6 separate regions of the Mus musculus genome follow, and regions 1, 2, 3, 5 and 6 are each linked to region 4. A link is a contact called in public Hi-C, HiChIP or PLAC-seq and promoter capture Hi-C data. All regions are on one chromosome and are shown on one strand. Each heading gives the region's core, a stretch centred on a gene start, on an enhancer-like site or on the middle of the called end of the contact. The rest is flanking DNA. Distances are from core to core; before and after follow the strand shown.

The links. Promoter capture Hi-C pulls out the DNA fragments that hold promoters and counts their contacts. Hi-C and Micro-C count contacts between places; a contact is called where the count stands out from the background. HiChIP or PLAC-seq counts read pairs in DNA pulled down with a chosen protein or histone mark.
Region 1: an H3K4me3 HiChIP or PLAC-seq map of pro-B cells shows a contact between it and region 4, with 6 times the contacts expected there. The contact joins the promoter of Rad51 here to the promoter of Srp14 in region 4. A contact is called at or near these places in 1 of 39 promoter capture datasets (neural stem cells), 2 of 115 datasets of contacts at active chromatin or transcription factors (large pre-B cells and pro-B cells) and 1 of 9 other capture datasets (embryonic stem cells).
Region 2: an H3K4me3 HiChIP or PLAC-seq map of pro-B cells shows a contact between it and region 4, with 2.9 times the contacts expected there. The contact joins the promoter of Rpusd2 here to the promoter of Srp14 in region 4. A contact is called at or near these places in 1 of 39 promoter capture datasets (erythroid cells), 4 of 484 Hi-C or Micro-C datasets (CD4 T cells, CD8 T cells and natural killer cells), 4 of 115 datasets of contacts at active chromatin or transcription factors (bone marrow-derived macrophages, large pre-B cells, memory CD8 T cells and 1 more) and 2 of 9 other capture datasets (adipose tissue and liver).
Region 3: a contact with region 4 is called in a Hi-C map of pro-B cells, with 5 times the contacts expected there. The contact joins the enhancer-like site here to the promoter of Srp14 in region 4. A contact is called at or near these places in 1 of 39 promoter capture datasets (pre-B cells), 1 of 15 datasets of contacts at CTCF or cohesin (large pre-B cells), 4 of 484 Hi-C or Micro-C datasets (B cells, memory CD8 T cells, pre-B cells and 1 more) and 1 of 115 datasets of contacts at active chromatin or transcription factors (pancreatic cancer cells).
Region 5: a promoter capture Hi-C map of erythroid cells shows a contact between it and region 4, with 24 times the contacts expected there. The contact joins the promoter of Vps18 here to the promoter of Srp14 in region 4. A contact is called at or near these places in 2 of 39 promoter capture datasets (erythroid cells and pre-B cells) and 1 of 115 datasets of contacts at active chromatin or transcription factors (regulatory T cells).
Region 6: an H3K4me3 HiChIP or PLAC-seq map of bone marrow-derived macrophages shows a contact between it and region 4, with 3 times the contacts expected there. The contact joins the enhancer-like site here to the promoter of Srp14 in region 4. A contact is called at or near these places in 1 of 39 promoter capture datasets (embryonic stem cells), 2 of 115 datasets of contacts at active chromatin or transcription factors (bone marrow-derived macrophages and pancreatic cancer cells) and 1 of 9 other capture datasets (pancreatic islet).

Annotation. Positions count from the first base shown.
Region 1 is chr2:119,111,033-119,114,085 of GRCm38.p6, reverse strand. It overlaps Rad51 (RAD51 recombinase), which reads right to left and starts at 1,272. Exons shown (of 10, transcript NM_011234.5): 1 at 1,052-1,272.
Region 2 is chr2:119,033,060-119,036,061 of GRCm38.p6, reverse strand. It overlaps Rpusd2 (RNA pseudouridylate synthase domain containing 2), which reads right to left and starts at 1,272. Exons shown (of 3, transcript NM_173450.3): 1 at 594-1,272. The coding sequence starts at 1,238.
Region 3 is chr2:119,187,643-119,190,605 of GRCm38.p6, reverse strand. All of the region lies in intron 1 of Dnajc17 (DnaJ heat shock protein family (Hsp40) member C17), which reads left to right. It also overlaps the pseudogene Gm14138. Among named protein-coding and RNA genes, the nearest start is that of Gm14137, 15 kb to the right of the region's middle. Within about 2 kb of position 1,500, at least 52 of the 459 cell types and tissues checked have an H3K27ac peak or open chromatin away from gene starts, as enhancers often do. A contact at or near this core is called in B cells, pancreatic cancer cells and pro-B cells, where this site is marked.
Region 4 is chr2:118,478,424-118,481,123 of GRCm38.p6, reverse strand. It overlaps Srp14 (signal recognition particle 14), which reads left to right and starts at 1,428. Exons shown (of 5, transcript NM_009273.4): 1 at 1,428-1,533; 2 at 1,674-1,746; 3 at 2,091-2,203. The coding sequence starts at 1,510.
Region 5 is chr2:119,287,421-119,290,251 of GRCm38.p6, reverse strand. It overlaps Vps18 (VPS18 CORVET/HOPS core subunit), which reads right to left and starts at 1,510. Exons shown (of 5, transcript NM_172269.3): 1 at 1,122-1,510; 2 at 1-99. The coding sequence starts at 1,212.
Region 6 is chr2:119,014,592-119,017,588 of GRCm38.p6, reverse strand. No RefSeq gene overlaps it. Among named protein-coding and RNA genes, the nearest start is that of Ccdc32, 13 kb to the left of the region's middle. Within about 2 kb of position 1,633, at least 92 of the 459 cell types and tissues checked have an H3K27ac peak or open chromatin away from gene starts, as enhancers often do. A contact at or near this core is called in bone marrow-derived macrophages and pancreatic islet, where this site is marked.

The sequences.
Region 1 (3,053 bases), core at 23-2,522, 630 kb before region 4:
GAGTACACTGCAGTTGTACTGATGGCTGTGAGCCACCATGTGGTTGCTGGGATTTGAACTTGGGACCTTCAAAAGAGCAGTCAGTGCTCTTAACCACTGAGCCCTCTCTCTAGCCCCCAATATATTCACTTTGTATTCACTCACGTATACACTTGTATTTTATACATCTTTGTATTTTATACTTCATTTTATTTTTATTTCTTGGAAGTTCCTTTTAGATTTCTTTTTTGTTCATGAGAATTTTGCCTGCATACATGTGTGCGTACCACAAGCATGCCTGGTATCTGAGGTCAGAAGGCGGCACTGGATCCCCTGGAACTGGAGTTATGGTTGGTTGTAAGCCACCATGTGGGTACAGGAGCTGAACTCAGTTCCTTGGGAAGAGCAGCAAGTGCTCTTAACAGCAGAGCCACCTTCCAGCCCCTGTTCTTCACTTTTCCTTTTCTGAGACAGCTCTTCCATTTGTGGCTCAGGATGGTCTTGAAACTGTCATCCTCCTGCCTCTCCCAAGTGCTACGATTATATAGGTGAGTCATCTAGCCAAGATTCTCTTTAGAAATTTGTTTTATTTCTCGGTCTTTGCTACTCTTTTGCTTACGCAATCTTTGAACTCTGGGGCCTTCTACTTCAGTCTCCAGAGAGACCAGCCACTACCCTCATTTTAAAGTAACCAAGAATCTGTTAGCCCTGGCCCTACTACGTAACAGCTGTGAGCACTTTTCTCTGATCTCAGCTTCCTGCGTCCGGACCACAGAAGTGAACCTGAAAGTTTGTAAATCCCAGCATTGGGAGACTAAGGGTAGCAGTTCGAGCCCTGCCCAGCCTAGGTCGTGACCTCGGGTCTCAAAACAAATGCTTGAAGTACAGGTCGGTTTTCTCCACAACGAATTCAGTGGGTCAGTTAGCGTCGGTCGGTTGGTCGCCCTGCTCCGCCTTTCTCCGGTTTCTCAGCGTAGAGGGGACCCACAAAGCTGGCTACGGGAGCACTGGCCTGAGCCGGCTCAAGAAGCCGAGCGGCCATGGAAGGGGTGCGCCGGCGCCGCACACTCACCTGTCCCGCGGCCACGGGCCGCTCGCTCCTCCGGGCAGCCGGCTCTGCACACACCACACTCCCCCCACTTCACCCGGCTCGAACGCGCTTCGTTGCTCCTCTGTCAGGTTTTCTACGAAAAATTTCAGTCTTCCTGGCCACACCTGTGGGAGCGCCTCGGCTTTGCCCAGGCGCGGATCTGCGCACGGCGCGCGACTTTCGGAAATCCCGCCAAATCCTCACGCTCCTATCGCTGCAACGTCATCACGCCTTTCTCCGACCCGCCTCATACCTACTTCCGCTTCTGCTGCGAACCTGACGGACATGCCGGACGGCTTTGAAGCCGAGTGATTTCGTAGGGTCACTCTTCCCTTCCTTTATGATTGTTCTGATCCGGCCTTTCTGGTTACCCGACTGAGGACTACAAGTCTGCAAAGACGATGTGATCAGCCCAGGACTACATAACCCAGAATGCACTGCTGCGGAAGCACCTCTGCAAAACTTCTTGCACAGCGGATGTGGACTTCGGTCAGAAAGGCTTTGGCCAGTTCTGGCAGAGTGTGGATCTTTGGTAGTTGGGATGGTATGCTTTGGAACCAGGTGTTCTCTTGGTCTCTGTGGGCGGCAGAGATGAAGAAGCTGGAATAAAGATAAAACCTGCGAATGGAGCCAGCGATTAGAAAACCAGTGTGGGAATCAGCGAGGTGGAAAAAAAAAACCTTTTAATTGGGCGGGGGTTGGGACCGGTGGATATAATCTAAATATATACATTCATAAAACTACCAAAAACTAAAGCGAAATAACTCACTCTCTAGTGTTTTTTTTCTTCTCTCGCTTTGTAGTGGTTACTCCAGAAAAGTAGGAGCAAAATTGAATAAAGTAAAGGTTTGTGGAGTTTGCCAGGAACTTCGTATGTTTCTTGTTATACATCTAGGTGTTTTCAGACAAGATCTCATACTCCTTGAACTCTTTTTTTTTTTTTTTTTTTTTTTTTTTTGGTTTCGAGACAGGGTTTCTCTGTGTAGCCTTGGCTGTCTGGACTCACTTTGTAGACCAGGCTGGCCTCGAACTCAGAAATCCGCCTGCCTCTGCCTCCCAAGTGCTGGCGTGTGCCACCACCGCCCGGCTCCTTAACTCTATGCCAAGAATGACAATCCTTCTCCCACCTTTGTTTCCTGTACTGCTGGAACATTACTATGTTCTGTGTTGGGGATTGAATCCTGGATTGTATGCATGCCACACAAGCACTTCAACAACGTAGCTGCATGCTTAGCTGAAAATTACTTATATTTAATGAGTACACTGTAGCTGTCTTCAGACATCCAGAGGGCATCAGATTCCATTTACAGATGGTTGTGATTCCATTTACAGATGGTTGTGAGCCACCATGTGGTTACTGGGAACTGGACTCAGTGCTCCTAACTGCTGAGCCATCTCTTCAGCCCTAGGTAATTTTTTTTTTAAGATTTATTTATTATATGTAAGTACCCTGTAGCTGTCTTCAGACACTCCAGAAGAGGGCATCAGATTTCGTTACGGATGGTTGTGAGCCACCATGTGGTTGCTGGGATTTGAACTCAGGACCTTCGGAAGAGCAGTGGGAACTCTTAACCACTTAAGCCATCTCGCCAGCCCCAGGTAATTATTTTTGAGACAGGTTCTTTGTAACCCAGATTGGACTCAGCTCCCCAACGTCTGGGGTTGCACAAAAAAAAGCCACCATTCTTGATGTATATTTACTTTGTATTTTGAGAGACACCTTAGTTAAGTTTCTCTGGATAAATTTCCCAGGGTGACATTTAAACTTTGAATCTTCCTGCCTCAGACTCCCATGTAGCTTGTTTTTTTTTTTTTTTCCCAACCCCATACAGGTGTGTGCCCACAGGGCTGAGTAGTTTTTTTTCTTTTGAGACAGGGTTTCTCTGTGTAGCCCTGGCTGTCCCGGAACTCACTCTGTAGACCAGGCTAACCTTGAACAGAAATCTGCCTGCCTCTGCCTCCCAAGTGCTGGGATTAAAGGTAT
Region 2 (3,002 bases), core at 23-2,522, 560 kb before region 4:
ACAAAACACCTGCCTAGTATCTATCCCTGACTTCCTAATTCTATACACATGGGAAACGAGTTTCAGTGTTAATATGAGCGCACACTTTGGGAATCGTACTGTTGCCTTACTTTGAGGTTCAGTTTGGTCACAAAGGGGAGAAGAAGCAATGCAAACTCCCCAAAGTTGCCACTTGAGTTTAATGTTAGAGTGCACAAAACGCTTAACTTTGTTCCTGATACAGTTAAGAACACATAAATGAGGTCTCTATTATTATTTGTACAGAGATATATCATGCAGGGTAGAAAGTAGGCAGTGCCCTTGCCACAAGGCAGATATTAAAGGAACATGAGAATTTCCATTTTGTTTGTTGGAAACAAACAGCCTTGCTGGCAAGGATGATCAGGTTAAGTTCTGGAGCGTGGGAAGGCTATCTAACCTACTTGGGGCTGTGGGAAGCGGGGACTAAAAGAGCACCAAGAGAAAATGAGATTGTTTCTGAATTACCATCACTTTACTCCCATACTTATAAGGTGTGTCTGAGAAAACAAACAAACAAAAAAAATCCCAAAACCTTCCCTCCTTTTCTCAAAGCTAGTTCCATCAGACACCACCTTGAGCACGATGCTGAGGTCCTGGACTGGTTCCTCGTTGAGATGCAGGCGTCCTGCCCGGACAGCGGCCTCGTAGTAAGACAGTGGCTGGGATCGGAACTCGGTGCTGAAGACGTGCAACAAGCTGCGGCCCACCCAGCGACCTTTACAGTAGGTCTGGAAGTCAAAGTAATAGGGCCGCACCTTGCGCAGGCCGCCCTCGAAGTAGTAGGTAGTCTCTGCGAAGTGCTCATCGCTAAAGCTCACCCCGGTGCGCCGTTTCTTCGGAGGCGGCACGACCCGTTCCCCAGTGGCGCCCCTCCGCTTTTTCCTCTTGCCTGAGTCGGCGACTGGAGCTGGGGTCTGCTCTCCGTTGCTCGGGAGCTGCCCTTCGCCTCCCTGGGCCTGGTCCCCGCTCTCCGGGACCTGCTTCCCTACCGCCGCCGGCTCCAGGCGCTCCAGGAGCGGCTCTCCGCTCGTGTTGCTACCAGCATCTCCATTTGGCTGAACCAAAGCCTTCAGCCCGCCCGCTGCCTCGGCTTGCGCAGACAGTGCCTCAGTCATCGCCTTCCCACAGCTACCCCAAGTCCGGACAAAGCTGTGGGACCAGAGCGCCACCTGCCACTGCACAATGTCCCGTAGGCAGCCCGGGACACCCCGCCACATGACAGCACGGCTAGCCGCTTCAGGGTCGCAATCTGATGGCGTCACAAGGTAACAACCAATCAGGAAGATCCCAGTACAGAGGCGGGTTTGCAAGAAGGGAAAAGTGAGTTGTTTTCAGAGTTAGGTGTCTGAGGAAGTCCTTGCTTGGAGTACCCTTATGCCCAAGGTCACAGGTAGACTCATTGAAGAGATCAGATGGTATTTCCTAAAGGAAATCTTCGGGAGTGCTCCACATAAAAGACTTGAATGGAGATGATGGTACACATTTCAAATAGATAAGCGCTATTTTCCTGGGTCTGTAAAAAACGCCTAAAAGTGTACTTAAAAGAGGCAGAGCCCGCAAGGTATCGCACACCTGTAGCTCAGAAGGAGCATCAGGAGTTTCAGTTCTATGGTTATTCAAGAGTGTGTCTCAAAATAAAAGCAGACAAGCAAAAGAATAGTAATTATTATTGTTTTAAAAAACGAATACAAGGCAAACAAGCAGGAAAAAAGTACCAATCAGAATGAAAGTTGCTACAGCTATGACTGTATTAGTACCAATTTGTCTACTTTGCTTTTACTTTTGAGGGACAGTGTTGGAGAATCCTAGAGTATCAAGCACTCGTTCATTTAAGTATACCCAGTACTGCTATTGTATGACTTAAAGGCTGCATATTATAGTATGTTACATACCTTGATAAAGCTATTATTATATATATTATATATTACATATTATATATAATTGTATATGTACATATGTATTATAGACATACTCCCCAGAAGCAATTTTTTTCACACCTGCCCTTCCTGCTAACAGCATGAAAAGAACTAGAGATTGCCTATTTGACTTCCATGAACTCTTATCCAGAACCACTTGCACATTAGAACTTCAAATGGATCAAAATTTTATTGCCAAGGTCTTATGTGTGTATGTGTGTGCCAGTTGCATGCACTTGTATGTATGAGTGTGTGCAAAGGTGAGAGGTCAACCTCAGATGACCTTTCTCTGGTGCCGTCCATTTTGTTTAATGAGACAGGGCCTCTCACAAGCATGTACTGCAATGCCCACCTTTTTAATGTCGGTTCTGGGGATCGAACTGAGGTCTATGTTGCATGACAAGCACTTTACCAACTGAGCCTAGCCCTTCCTTTATCTCCCTAGCCTGCTAGGGTTCTTAAATGCAAAATGCTGAAAACTGCACTGGCTAACTTCATCAGAGCAGGGATTACTGGGAGGATGTTAGTACTTCATAGGATTCATAAAAGAGTTGAAGTATAGACTGAGGAAAGAGACCAAATCAAGGCAAGCAAGGCCTCTGAAAACTATCTGTTGCTGGAGAAGAACCCCACTTGGGATGCTGCCACTGTGAGACTTGCTGCTGTGCCAATTACTCTTTGCCCCCACAACCCTTTGTCCCTTGAAAATCACTAAATATATCAGTCTCTTTGTGATCCTATCTCAAGATCTGGAATCCTACAAGGGAGCCAAACTTCCAAGAGGGACTAAATCTGTCTTTATTTTACAGAGTGCCTGGCAATAGTCAGTAATCCCATTATTCTTCACAGTGGGATTTCTCCAAAAAATGTAAATATTTGATTGCTAGTGTCTAAAAACAGGACAAGTGTCTAGTCCAGTTCAAGTATGTGAGCATGAACTTTCTCATGGGCGTTTACTATACAAAATGTTAATGTTGGCTTAGACTATTCTTATGCATTAGCCTTCTGGAGAAGATCAAGAGATGATTTTTATCTAAATGCTTCTATATATCAAAAGTCCCACAA
Region 3 (2,963 bases), core at 251-2,750, 710 kb before region 4:
TTCTGAGTTCAATTCCCAGCAACCACATGGTGGCTAACAACCATCTGTAATGGAATCAGATACCCTCTTCTGATGTGTCGGAAGACAGCTACAGTGTACTCATATGCAAAAAATAAATAAATAAATCTTTAAAAAAAAAAAAAAAGAGGAGCCGGGCATGGTGGCGCACACCTTTAATCCCAGCACTCGGGAGGCAGAGGCAGGTGGATTTCTGAGTTCAAGGCCAGCCTGGTCTACAAAGTGAGTTCCAGGACAGCCAGGGCTACACAGAGAAACCCTGTCTCGAAAAACCAAAATAAATAAATAAATAAATAAATAAATAAATAAATAAATAAATAAACAAACAAACAAAAGAGGTAGGAACCAGGTCTAGTGGTGGCTATCTTTGTTTGTTGTTTGGTTGGTTGGTTATTCGAGAGGTGGCTATCTTTGTTTGTTGGTTGGTTGGTTGGTTGGTTGGTTGGTTGGTTGGTTGGTTGGTTATTCGAGAGGTGGCTATCTTTGTAATGCCAGCACTGAGAAGACAGGTGGGCAGATGCCTGACAGTTAAAGGGTAGGCTGATCTACAAATCAAATTGCAGGCCAGCTAGGTCAACACAGTGAGAACCCGGCTCAAGAGCACCAGATGTAGCTGTGGGCTCAGTGGGGGCGCAAAGACAGATTGCATGCATCCTGGAAGTCAGGATTGCACTTGAGAGACTACCTGGGAAGCCATGTCTTTCCTTATTGTTGTATTGGGTTTTTGGAAGGGAGGAATGCTTAGTTATGGTCTCATTCTGTAGCCCAGTCTAGTCCAGAGCTTCCAATTTTCTTGCCCCAGTGTCCTGATGGTTGGGGTTACAGATGTGAAGCCTTCATGCCTAGCTCATTTTAATTTTTTAATAAGAGAGCTGGGGTAATGAGCGTGTGGTCTGGGGTATGCATAGGTGGGCAGTTGGGAAGATGGACCAACAGGGATGAACTTCTGTTCCCTCGCTGTTCAATCTGTTCCCTTGCTATTCAATCTGGAAAACCAGACTAGCCCTGGCAGGTATGGGTGTGGGACTGGCTGAGCCCAGCAGGTGGCAGCACAACCTCAGAGATCCGGGGCTCGGGAACTGGCGCGCGTTTGAGTCTGGTGCCTGCCAGGTGGACTCTCCTGGGAGATGCTGGCTGCCTGTCACTGACGGTCCTTGTTTAGCTCACTTGAGTGCAGAGGTAGAATTAGTTCCCTCTGAGAGACCAGGAAGCCAGAGCGCTGAGCCGCTCCTTCCTGGAGTTTAAGCAGCAGGAAACCTGTACAGAACACAAGTGAGATGCTGAGGTCTCAGAGCGGAGTCAGTGAGCGGAGTCAGGCCCGTGTCTGTACCACCTTTTCCTGGAAACGTCTGAGCAGGTCACATATGAAAGAATGTCTGCTAGCTGTTGGTTCACTTGTTTTTATGTGTTTTACCTGCACACACGTCTATGCTTATGCCTGCAGTGTCTCTAGAGGCCAAAAGGGGGCACCAGATCCCCTGGAGTTACAAGCAACCACTTGGGTGCTCAGAAGTGAATCCAGTTCATTTTAAGAGCAGCAACTGCTCCTAACCACTGAACCATTTCTCCAGGCTCTGCTTTTTAATTTTTGCAAATAAAGAAATGCTAGAGTTTGGCCTGGTAGTAGATGAGTGTAATTGCAGCACTTGGGAGGCCAGGATAGGAACAGGGTACGTTTAAGGTCAGCCTGGACTACACAGTAAATTCAGTTAGCTTGGTTCTACATCACACCAAGACACTGTTGGGGGTCCCTTTCCCCTTTTGTGCATGCATGTGATCCCCCCTCCCCCCGTCCATCCATCTAGAAATAGTTTTGGGTTTTTTTTTGTTCTGTGTTTGTTTTTTGAGACAGGGTCTGTGGCACTCACCTTGTACCCCAGTGTTGTCTCAGACATGAGCAGCCTGTCAGCCTGCCAGCTAGGGTTACAGACCTGAGCCTTTGCTCCTCATCTCTTTCTCAGAGTCCTTCTGATGCTCTGAGGACAAAGTGCTGATGAGCCTGACCAGGCGTCTGTAATGCTTTGACTTAATTGCTTTTAAATTTTAAATCCAAGCTGGGTGGTGGTCGCGCACACCTTTGAGTCCATCTCTCAGGAGGCAGAGACAGGCAGATTTCTGAGTTTAAGGCCAGCCTGGTCTACAGAGTGAGTTCCAGGACGGCCAGGGCTACACAGAGAAACCCTGTCTTGAACAAAAAACAAAACAAACATGAGGAAGAACAACCCTAGAGTGATTATTGTATACATAAGTGTTGAGTGCTGATTTCTCTCTCTTCATTTTTTTTTTTGAGATTCAAGGTCATTATTTATTTGTTGCTCTTAAAGACTCATTTCTGACTGGACTCAGACTTAGAAGTAGAAGCTCTCAGCGAGGACAGCCTACGTCTCTTGGCAATCTGTTCCTGGCGCTTTTCTTTGGCTTCCTTCATTCTCTTGGCCAAAAGTTTAGCGTATTCTGCAGCCTCCTCCTGTTCTTCTTAGTGCGTTGCTTCTTCAGAGCAATACATCGGCGTTTGTGTTATAGGACGCGTGGAGTAACAAGACGCTGAATCTTGGGTGCTTTGGTCCTGGGCTTCTTACCTTCTTTGTTTAAGGGCTTCCTGACAACATACTGGCGGACATCATCTTCTTTGGAGAGATTAAAAAGCTTTCGGATTCTACTAGCTCTTTTAGGTCCCGATGAGGCACAGTAGTGTCTGTCAGTCCAGGAATATCCTTCTCTCCTTTCTTTACAATAACCAAGTTGAGAACACTGAGATTAGCGTCCACGATGCATCCGAGAACAGACTTGCGCTTCCTCTCTACAGTTCTCCTTAGTCTGTAACAGGGATGCCCCTTACTCAACAGCAGGCGCACTCTGCCATGGGTCAGAACACCTTGCTTCATGGGAAAACCTTGCTTATCATTCCCACCGCTGATCCGGACCACATAACCCTTCCACTCTTC
Region 4 (2,700 bases), core at 179-2,678:
TTGGGATGGCAAACATGAATCAGCAGTGGTGGCATGACCTAGCAGAAACTGCCAGGCCTCCACCAAAACCAGCAGGAGCAATTAAGCCAGGAGAAGTTCTCTGCCATGTCTCTCTGAATGACGTGAAGATCATTGAAGACGCAAGACCGAGAAGCACTCCAAAACTAACTATGCAAGCCCCCATCACTGTCCATTGAGTCCTATTTATACTCCCTCCAAACATCACGTGTCCTCTAAGGGTCTTGCCTCAGTCTGACTTAGCAAAACTCCATGAGTCTGTATCAGCTGACATCACTCTGCCAATTGGCTGGAGTCCGAGGAAGTGGCAAGAAACTGCAGCATATCACCAGAAGTTTTTGTGTGTGTGTGTGTGTGTGTGTGTGTGTGCATTTCTCTCTATGGGGTCATGACAAACGGAGCTCAGCTACTCAATGTAAGGTGAACCAATGCATGCATGTTGTTATCGAAGAATCCTTCATCTCTCATTCTTTCTAAACATCCTTTTACCTGTGTCTGCTTCAGCGAAATGTTCTTTGATATAACCGATTTACCAAAGAAACCAGAAGTTTCCACTTTAGGCTGGCCTTGAACTCAGAGATCCTCTGCCTGTCTCTGCCTCCTGAGTGCTGAGATTAAAGTCATGGGCCATCATTCTTGTCTGAATTTAAGATTTTTAAACATCTTAAATCCAGATACTCACACTCCACCGATGAGCCACTCCCTCCCCACTCCCCTCTTTCTACCAGGAACAACATCTGAGCCTTCTGTGGCTATGGGCCCTGCTAACGGTGGCAAAGGCCCCGTGTGATCCCCGGCTCCTTCTCCAATCACTTTCACATATTTTCCCACCCTCTGAAGTAGGATAGAAAGAAAAAACTATGGACCCTGGAAACAAAAAAAAAAAAACAAAACAAAAAAAAAAGCACCTTTTTCTGGGGTCTAGCCTGTGCTTCCTGCTGACTTCAGCACTGCCGATGAGATAGATCAACAGTGCCTTCAGAGCAAGTACTCTTTGTCTAAAGATACCTCAAACAAAGATACTGAAACAGCGAACTCTGCTGTTTTAGCTTTCGGCTTTGAGTTTAACTTGGAGCTCCTTGGCCACTTATTCCTAAATGTAAACAATGCATCTATAAAAACACCTCACATCTTCATCTTCATCAGCAAGTTCTGAGAAACCAGATCATTGTGTAAAAAATGGGGAAAGTGAGTCAGTGGACTCTTGGGTGACTTGCATATGTCTATCCAGTCTTTCTTTTGCTCTCATTCCCTCCTACAGCCTACGGTGTAGCTTGACAACGCAGTCCAACCACCGAAAGCAAGCGTCACTCCTCATCCTGGATAGACGCGGGAGGAGGCGCCGAGCGCGCAGGCGCAAGGCAACCCGAGCGAAGCGAGGATTGACGGAAGACGTGCAACTAAAGCGGAAGTCCCGCCCAGCGCGAGCGAGTTTTCCGGCTGTAACCGCTGGAGGCTTCTGCTGACGGCGTCGGACCTGCGGAGCCCAGGATGGTGTTGCTCGAGAGCGAGCAGGTACCGGCGGCCCCGGAGGGCCCGGGACTCGAGCGAGTGGGGTCAGCTCGGGTCGCGGTTCTCCCTTTGCGGGCGGGCCGGGGCCGTGAGGCGGCGGGGCGAGGAGCGGAGGCTGCCTAACGGGGCGTGTTGTGTTGCAGTTCCTGACGGAGCTGACCAGGCTCTTCCAGAAGTGCCGCTCGTCGGGCAGCGTGTTCATCACCCTCAAGAAATGTAAGCAATCTCCGGGGCCGCCTGGGAGGGGACAGCCCGGCCCCCGGCCTGTCCGCACCGGCCACCTCCGGGGCTCGTGGCCGGTGCGGCGCCGGCCACCCACTCACCGTGACAGTGGGGCCCCAAGTGTGTCCGACGCCCGTTGTCAGGCAGCCCGGCCCCCGCTCCGTTAGTGAGGAAGAATATGCCTCGGGGTCCCAGTGTTTATCGAGCGAGTCGTTGCTCCTAGTTTTGGCTGTATCCTGAGTGATGGCGGACCCTTCCTTACGATCATCACTTTGGACCCAGAAGCAACGCCTGTGGTGGTGTTTACCTGGGTGGACTTTTTTTTTTCTTAAACACAGATGACGGTCGCACCAAACCTATCCCGAGGAAGAGTTCTGTGGAGGGCCTCGAGCCCGCAGAAAACAAGTGTCTGTTGAGAGCCACGGATGGGAAAAGGAAGATCAGCACCGTGGTGAGCTGGAGGCCTTTCTTAAGGCTCTGCTTTCTTTTGAGTTGGCCTGGCCGACTCAGAAAAAGTCAGTTTTCTCTCAAGTAGCCAAGGTACAGGAGCAACCTATCTCAGTGCTAGCTAGGGGAACACATTTAAAAAAAATTAAAATAGTGTCTTGCAGTCTACTCAGGCTGACTTTGAACTTGTGATTTAGGAAGCTCACACCAGGCGCTTCAGCCCGTGCTGGTGTCACAGGAGTGTCTCATCAACTGAGACAGATGACAGTGATGGTTTTTGTGAAGTTGGAGATGTGACCCAAGCCAGGGTCTTCATCCCGCTAAGTCATCGCTCTGGGTTGAGCCTCACCCCCACCCCGAGGGAGGAGGGGCATGTCAGGATTAGGTCCGGGTCCCCCTTCCCTGTCATTTTGGCCTGTCACTCCCAGGCTGTTGTGGGATCAGGATCTACTTCTGCTTCTTTTTGGTGGAGGGGGTGGGTTGTTTGGTTGGGATAAGGTC
Region 5 (2,831 bases), core at 261-2,760, 810 kb before region 4:
AGGAGACCACGAGGCTAGTGATCCGCTCCGAGGGGGTGAAGTCAACCCGCTGCTTGGTGAAGATGGGCACCTCCTTCTCCAGGTGGGCACTTACATACCCTATAGGTGGGGAAGACAAGAGAAAAAGGCGTCCAGAGGGGGGTGAGGCACCCAGAAACCCAGAGAAACCCCAGTGTTAGCTGATACTTCTGCTTCCCAAGTATATTCCTACCCACAGGGTCTTGGTTCATAAAGAGTTCAACATGAAATAGTTTTCTGGTTGTCTTTATTGGAAGGGTCCTGGGCTCTTCCCACACTTGTGACAGTAGTAAGGGATTGGTTCTCTGTGCCTGAGATGAGGTTGTATCATGATATGCACGTTCCCAGTGGTAACGGGGGTGGGGGGAGACAGTACAGGGAGGATGGTTTTGGCATTCTCCCTTATGGTCTTTGGCCAAGAGAAACTAAAGTCCCTTCCTTGCTGTCCACACAGTATGGTTCAGTGAGTCTCCATTGTATGTAGAGAGTTCTGGGAACCCAGTCCTATCAGTCCAGTTCATAGGCTACAGTTGCTTTCTCGATAGTCCGCTGCAATATCATCATAGTGTGGGTAACCCTGCGCTGCTCTCCTACACTCTAAACTGCAGCCAGCTTTACCCCGGGACAATCATCTCCATTGTTCCTGTTCAGTAACAAAATTCCCTTTTGGATCGACCCTCCTTCACTTATAACATTCACGTTCCACCAAGTTCAGTGCTCATTCTGCCTCCTCTGCTACCTCAAGATGAAGTCTGGTGGGAACGAACACATACACAGACTCCAAAAGCTTTAAAAAAAATCCATAGAACAAGACACAGAAGCCTGGAACCTATATTCAGTTCTCCCAACTGCAGCCTATAGACAAAAGTAACAAGTACTTCCTTATCTGAGCCCAAGTTCCCTCTTTTGAAGGACCTTTGAGTTAAGGCCTAGATCACGAGGCTGTTCCTGTGGCTCTTTCAAACTTCGACCAATGACAAGCTGGGCAAGACAAGAAAGGCCTGGGGCTTAGATCCTAAACACACGCTGCAAGCTCTAGAGCTTCTCTCCCCCGTAAATGCTACCATAACAGAAAGGGGCAGAGGCGGCCTCTTCTAACTTACCAGAATGGGGGATGCCCACGCTAGGGCAACCAGTCTGCAAGACGGCCGAGCGGGACAATGAGTCCTCGTACTCATCCAGGATGGACGCCATGGCAATCAAGTTCTGGATCTCTGATCTGGGGGCTGGGGGTCACAACTGGGACCCCGGTCGTCCTGGATTTGCAAGTTGTGCTTCCCCAGCGTCTGACAGATCCTGAGAACCTTTTAAAAATTCTGGGGCCCTTTTCGCTTTCTCTGTGAAGGACGAGACGATCGAGGAGCCCCAACTAGTCCATGGCGCAGCTTTGCACCCCAGCTCCAGTCCCAAGAGATTATAGGCTCCCCTTAGCAGATCCCAGGTAATCACAACCTCGCCCAGGCAGCTCAGCTGACTCCCGCCCCCGTGACGCGTGCTTATGACGTGCTTCCGGGTTTTTCAGCCGCGAGTGTTAACTGGAGTCCTGGGCACCTGAGCCTCCACAAGGAGGCGTTGTCGGAGACTCGGCGCGGCGGGGGAGGAGCGCTTGCGGGCCACCCTGCTGCTGCAGTTCCTCATGTTGGCGCTAGGAGGCAGCCCGGGATTTCCCAGCGGCGTCCAGTAACAGGCTTGCGCGGATCCTAGGCTTCCGCAGCTCAGACTTCACTCCCTCAGACTGTCACTGAAAGGCCGGCGGTGCTCCTCCATCTGTCACACTACCTCCTGTTCCTCAATCGAATTGCTGCCTCAGTCCACCTTCACAGGCACAGGCAGAACAGTCTGAGTGTCCCTTCTTTCACCCCAGGGCCCCCTAGCTTCCAGAGGAAGTAGCTGAATGGGTCACAAGTGTGGCTCAGTGGTGCATAAGCACCTTGCCCAGCGGGTATAAGACCTGGATTTTTTTTTTTTTTCCTTACACCGCAAAAAGAAAACCATACAAAATTTAATCTCCAGCAGTGGGAAGGCTGAGGCAGGAGGATTACTAAGGACTGGGCTACAGACCCCCAGAAAACAAAACAGAAAGAAATTGACAACGCAATGGCCAGGTTAAGTAAGCTGCCTCATAGTAGCTCCTTAGTGTAGGGGGAGAGGCAAGGGTCACCGGGAAAACTGAAGCAGGCTACTTCCAGGCACTCTATACGTTGAGTGATGTTGACTGTCCTTGTCTAGCATGTGGGAAGCCTTAGGATCAAGCCCTAGTATCAGAAAAAGAAAAGGGGGTTATATATAGTCTTCAGGAAAGTCACGAGCGAAACCCTATAAGCCGTGTAATGGGGTGGAGAGGAAGCGGGGCTGGCCTTGGGCAGACTGTGGAAGCTATCGTGTGATCCACTGGAGGCTATAACTGGGGATAAGATCTGATGTTGGTACTGGGAAGCAGGTGTTTGAAAAGGACATGAGACCTGAGGCAGAAGACAGGCCTTATGTATCCATCCGGGAGAGAGAGAGCTGGGAAGTGGGAGACCATCTCAGAGGAAGGCACCAGAGACCTAGTGACAGGTTAGGTATGGCAGGCAGATGAAGGAGAGTGTGGGGACAGCTGGAGACCTGGCTGGTGGGAACAGAGGAGGAGCCAAATGAGAGGGGGTGGAGGTCACATGACTGAGCTCAGGGCACTGCTAGGGAACTTACTGGGGAACCCCAGCTTTACCTGTAACCTGCTCCAGGGCAGTCACCAATAACTAACTAGTGAATGTTTATTAGACATTTGCATAAACGAACTCTCTCATGGCTCAGTTTCTACATTTATAAAA
Region 6 (2,997 bases), core at 384-2,883, 540 kb before region 4:
TGCAAGAGCAATAAATGCTCTTAACTGCTGACCCATCTCTCCAGTCCCAGGTCTCTAGTTTTTAACACGTTTCTGACAGTTTACACTGAAACATTCTGTGCTAAGATTCTGGGGCTGTGGCTCCTCGGTGACAGTGACGATAAGATATGATAGGAACCATGCCTAAAACTTTTTAGAGAACACTTGCTCATTTCCAAATCAAAGTATTTGCCATATTGAGGAGGATAGGAGCCAGGTAGGTCATACCGTATACTTGCTTAATGGCAGAAATGCTTGATCATTTCCAGATATACTTTTCTCAGCTCTTTTGTCGTTAACTACCAGTGTCAGCTCTATTCCTGCTACTATTGGTGAGTTGGATATATTTGATATAAAAGGTGGCCCTTGGTGGCACCTTGGGAAGCCTGAACACTGATAGAATCCAGTGCTGCCCCAGGCTCTCTAGCTGCCCCCCCCCTCTCTCTGGAAGCCAGATGACAGACCTCTCTATTCCTCTGGGGCCAACTAATGGCTTCGGCTACATGGGGAGGAGTAAAAGAAAAAAGCTAAGATTTTTCTTCATCCCATATCATAAAAGAAAACCATTCCTCCTCCGGAACGAGAAGGAAGAAAACAAGTAAGGTTCAGAGGAACTCTACCAAAGAGCAGCTGGTCCTAGGGACCGTAAGACAGTCTTTTATAGCCAAAAGTAGTGGTTCTATAATTAAGGCAAAAATCTTAGCTTTTTCTTTTCTCTACCTCCTATTTTCTACCTCAGAAATAGACATTTGGGGGCTGGAGAGATGGCTCAACAGTTATGAGCACTGGCTGCTCTTGCAGAGGACCTGCGCTCAGTTCTCAGTGCCCACACCAGACAGCGTACCATTGCTTGTAACTCCAACCCTAGGGGATCCAACACCCACTTACAGCTTCTGGGGGCACCATCCCCCCCTACAGACAGATAAAAAAAATACATGTTGAAAACAACAACAACAACAAGCAGAACACAGACGTTGTGGTCTGAGAAGGCAGAAGACTGATTCTGAGAAAACCTGCTGGAGGTGTGAGAGGAAGGGCTCAGAGCTCCAGCCATCTTGATTAAGAATTCAGCAAAGCTGTGCTGGACGTGGTGGCGCATGCCTTTAATCCCAGCACTTGGGAGGCAGAGGCAGGTGGATTTCTGAGTTCAAGGCCAGCCTGGTCTACAAAGTGAGCTCCAAGACAGCCAGAGCTACACAGGAAAAAACCCTGTCTCGAAAAACCAAAAAAAAAAAAAAAAATCAGCAAGTTTTAGCTATGGTCACTTACCTAAGTATTTTATTAATTTTATTTATTTATTATTTTAATAAGTGAAACCCCATTAACCTACACCGAATCTGACATCAGCTCCTGAAGCCAACTCTGTACTCATATAGAATTGTCTTAAGCTCCTGAAGGGGCACTAAATTTGAAACCAGGCATCTGGGGTGCTATCTTTGTCCTGTGGCTTACTGTGTGGTCATAAATAAGTCAAATGACCTCTTTGTGTTCCAGTTCCCTTTCAGTAATTAGACTAACCATAGGAAAGATAAGATTGGCCTAAAACACTCATCTGGTTCCTTTCACCCCGAAGCTCTAGGGAGAACTTCCTTAAATCGGTGAAGTGCGAGTGTTGGGGAGAGCCTCGTCACCCAGCTTCCTTCCGTGTCCTTACTGAAGGACACGGTAGAGCAACCGCAGTGATAGCGCTCAGCCTCAGTCACGGGAGGTAATTACCAGCCAGGGATAAGGCATTAATGACCTGGTAGATGCAGGGAAGGTTGGGTGGGAGCCAGGGAAGTAAGTGACTGGCACTGTTTTTTTTTTTTTTTCTGGCGTATGTACTCATCACCCAGGGCTTGGCAAGGTCAGTGCTGGAATGGCACAGGCTTGCATCCAGTACCTGCTCCAGAAATAGGCTCCGGACGTTCACACAGCATAAACAAGTATCCCACCAACTGTTGCCAAGGTGTGTCCCTTTCAGGCAGGCCTGCCTAACCAGATGATTGCTGGAAGAGGAAAGATGCCCTGAGCCACATCTTCCATCCTGCCTCCCCAAGCCACATAAAACTGCTCACATTTTCTTCAGACGACCTCACGCAGCATCGGCTCTATTTCAGTTACAGGAGTCGAGACAGGACGCTGTCATTGTAGTCATAGTTTGTGGGAGCACTGTTTACTCGAGCCTAGCAGTAGACTATTTAAGGCAGAGATCCATTCAGCCAACCATCGTGTGCTGAGCCTCTGTCCTGCTCCAGGCACTGGGTGTGGTGGTAAATAAAGTAGAACCCCAACAGAAGGAAATGTAAGTACAGGGCACTTCTGAGCACCTGCAGAGGAGAGATGAGAGCCCTAGGCCAGCTGGTGGCAGGTGTTGGAGAAAGGCCACTTAAGGAAGCCACTGCAGAAGAACCAGTCGGAGCAGGAAGAAATAGAGTGTTAAGAGTATGGGGGTGGGGTGGGGGCTGGCGAGACGGCTCAGCGGGTAAGAACACTGACTGCTCTTCCGAAGGTCTTGAGTTCAAATTTCAGCAACCACATAGTGGCTCACAACCACTGGTAATGAGATTTGACGCCCTCTTCTGGTGCCTCTGAAGACAGCTGCAGTGTACTTAGACATAATAATAAATGAACCTTTGGACCGGACTGAGTGTGGTTTGACTTGAGCGAGCGGGGCCAACCTGAGCAAGTAGAGGTCCTAAATTCAATTCCCAACAACCACATGAAGGCTCACAACCATCTATCTATACAGCTACAGTGCACTCATATATATTAAATAAAAAAAAATAAATAAATATTTTTTAAAAGAGAGAGAGTATAGGGGAGCCTAAGTGTGTACAAAGAGCTTAGGCGAAAGGGTGTTTGAAGGATCCTGAGAACGTTGTTCAGTGGAGCATAGAGAGCAAAGAAGGCGCCAAAACAAGAGATGCTAATACAGCAAGGCCGTGTGGAGGGCTTCAGGGAAGAGGAGCTAATGGCCGGTTAAAGAAGGGCAGTGAC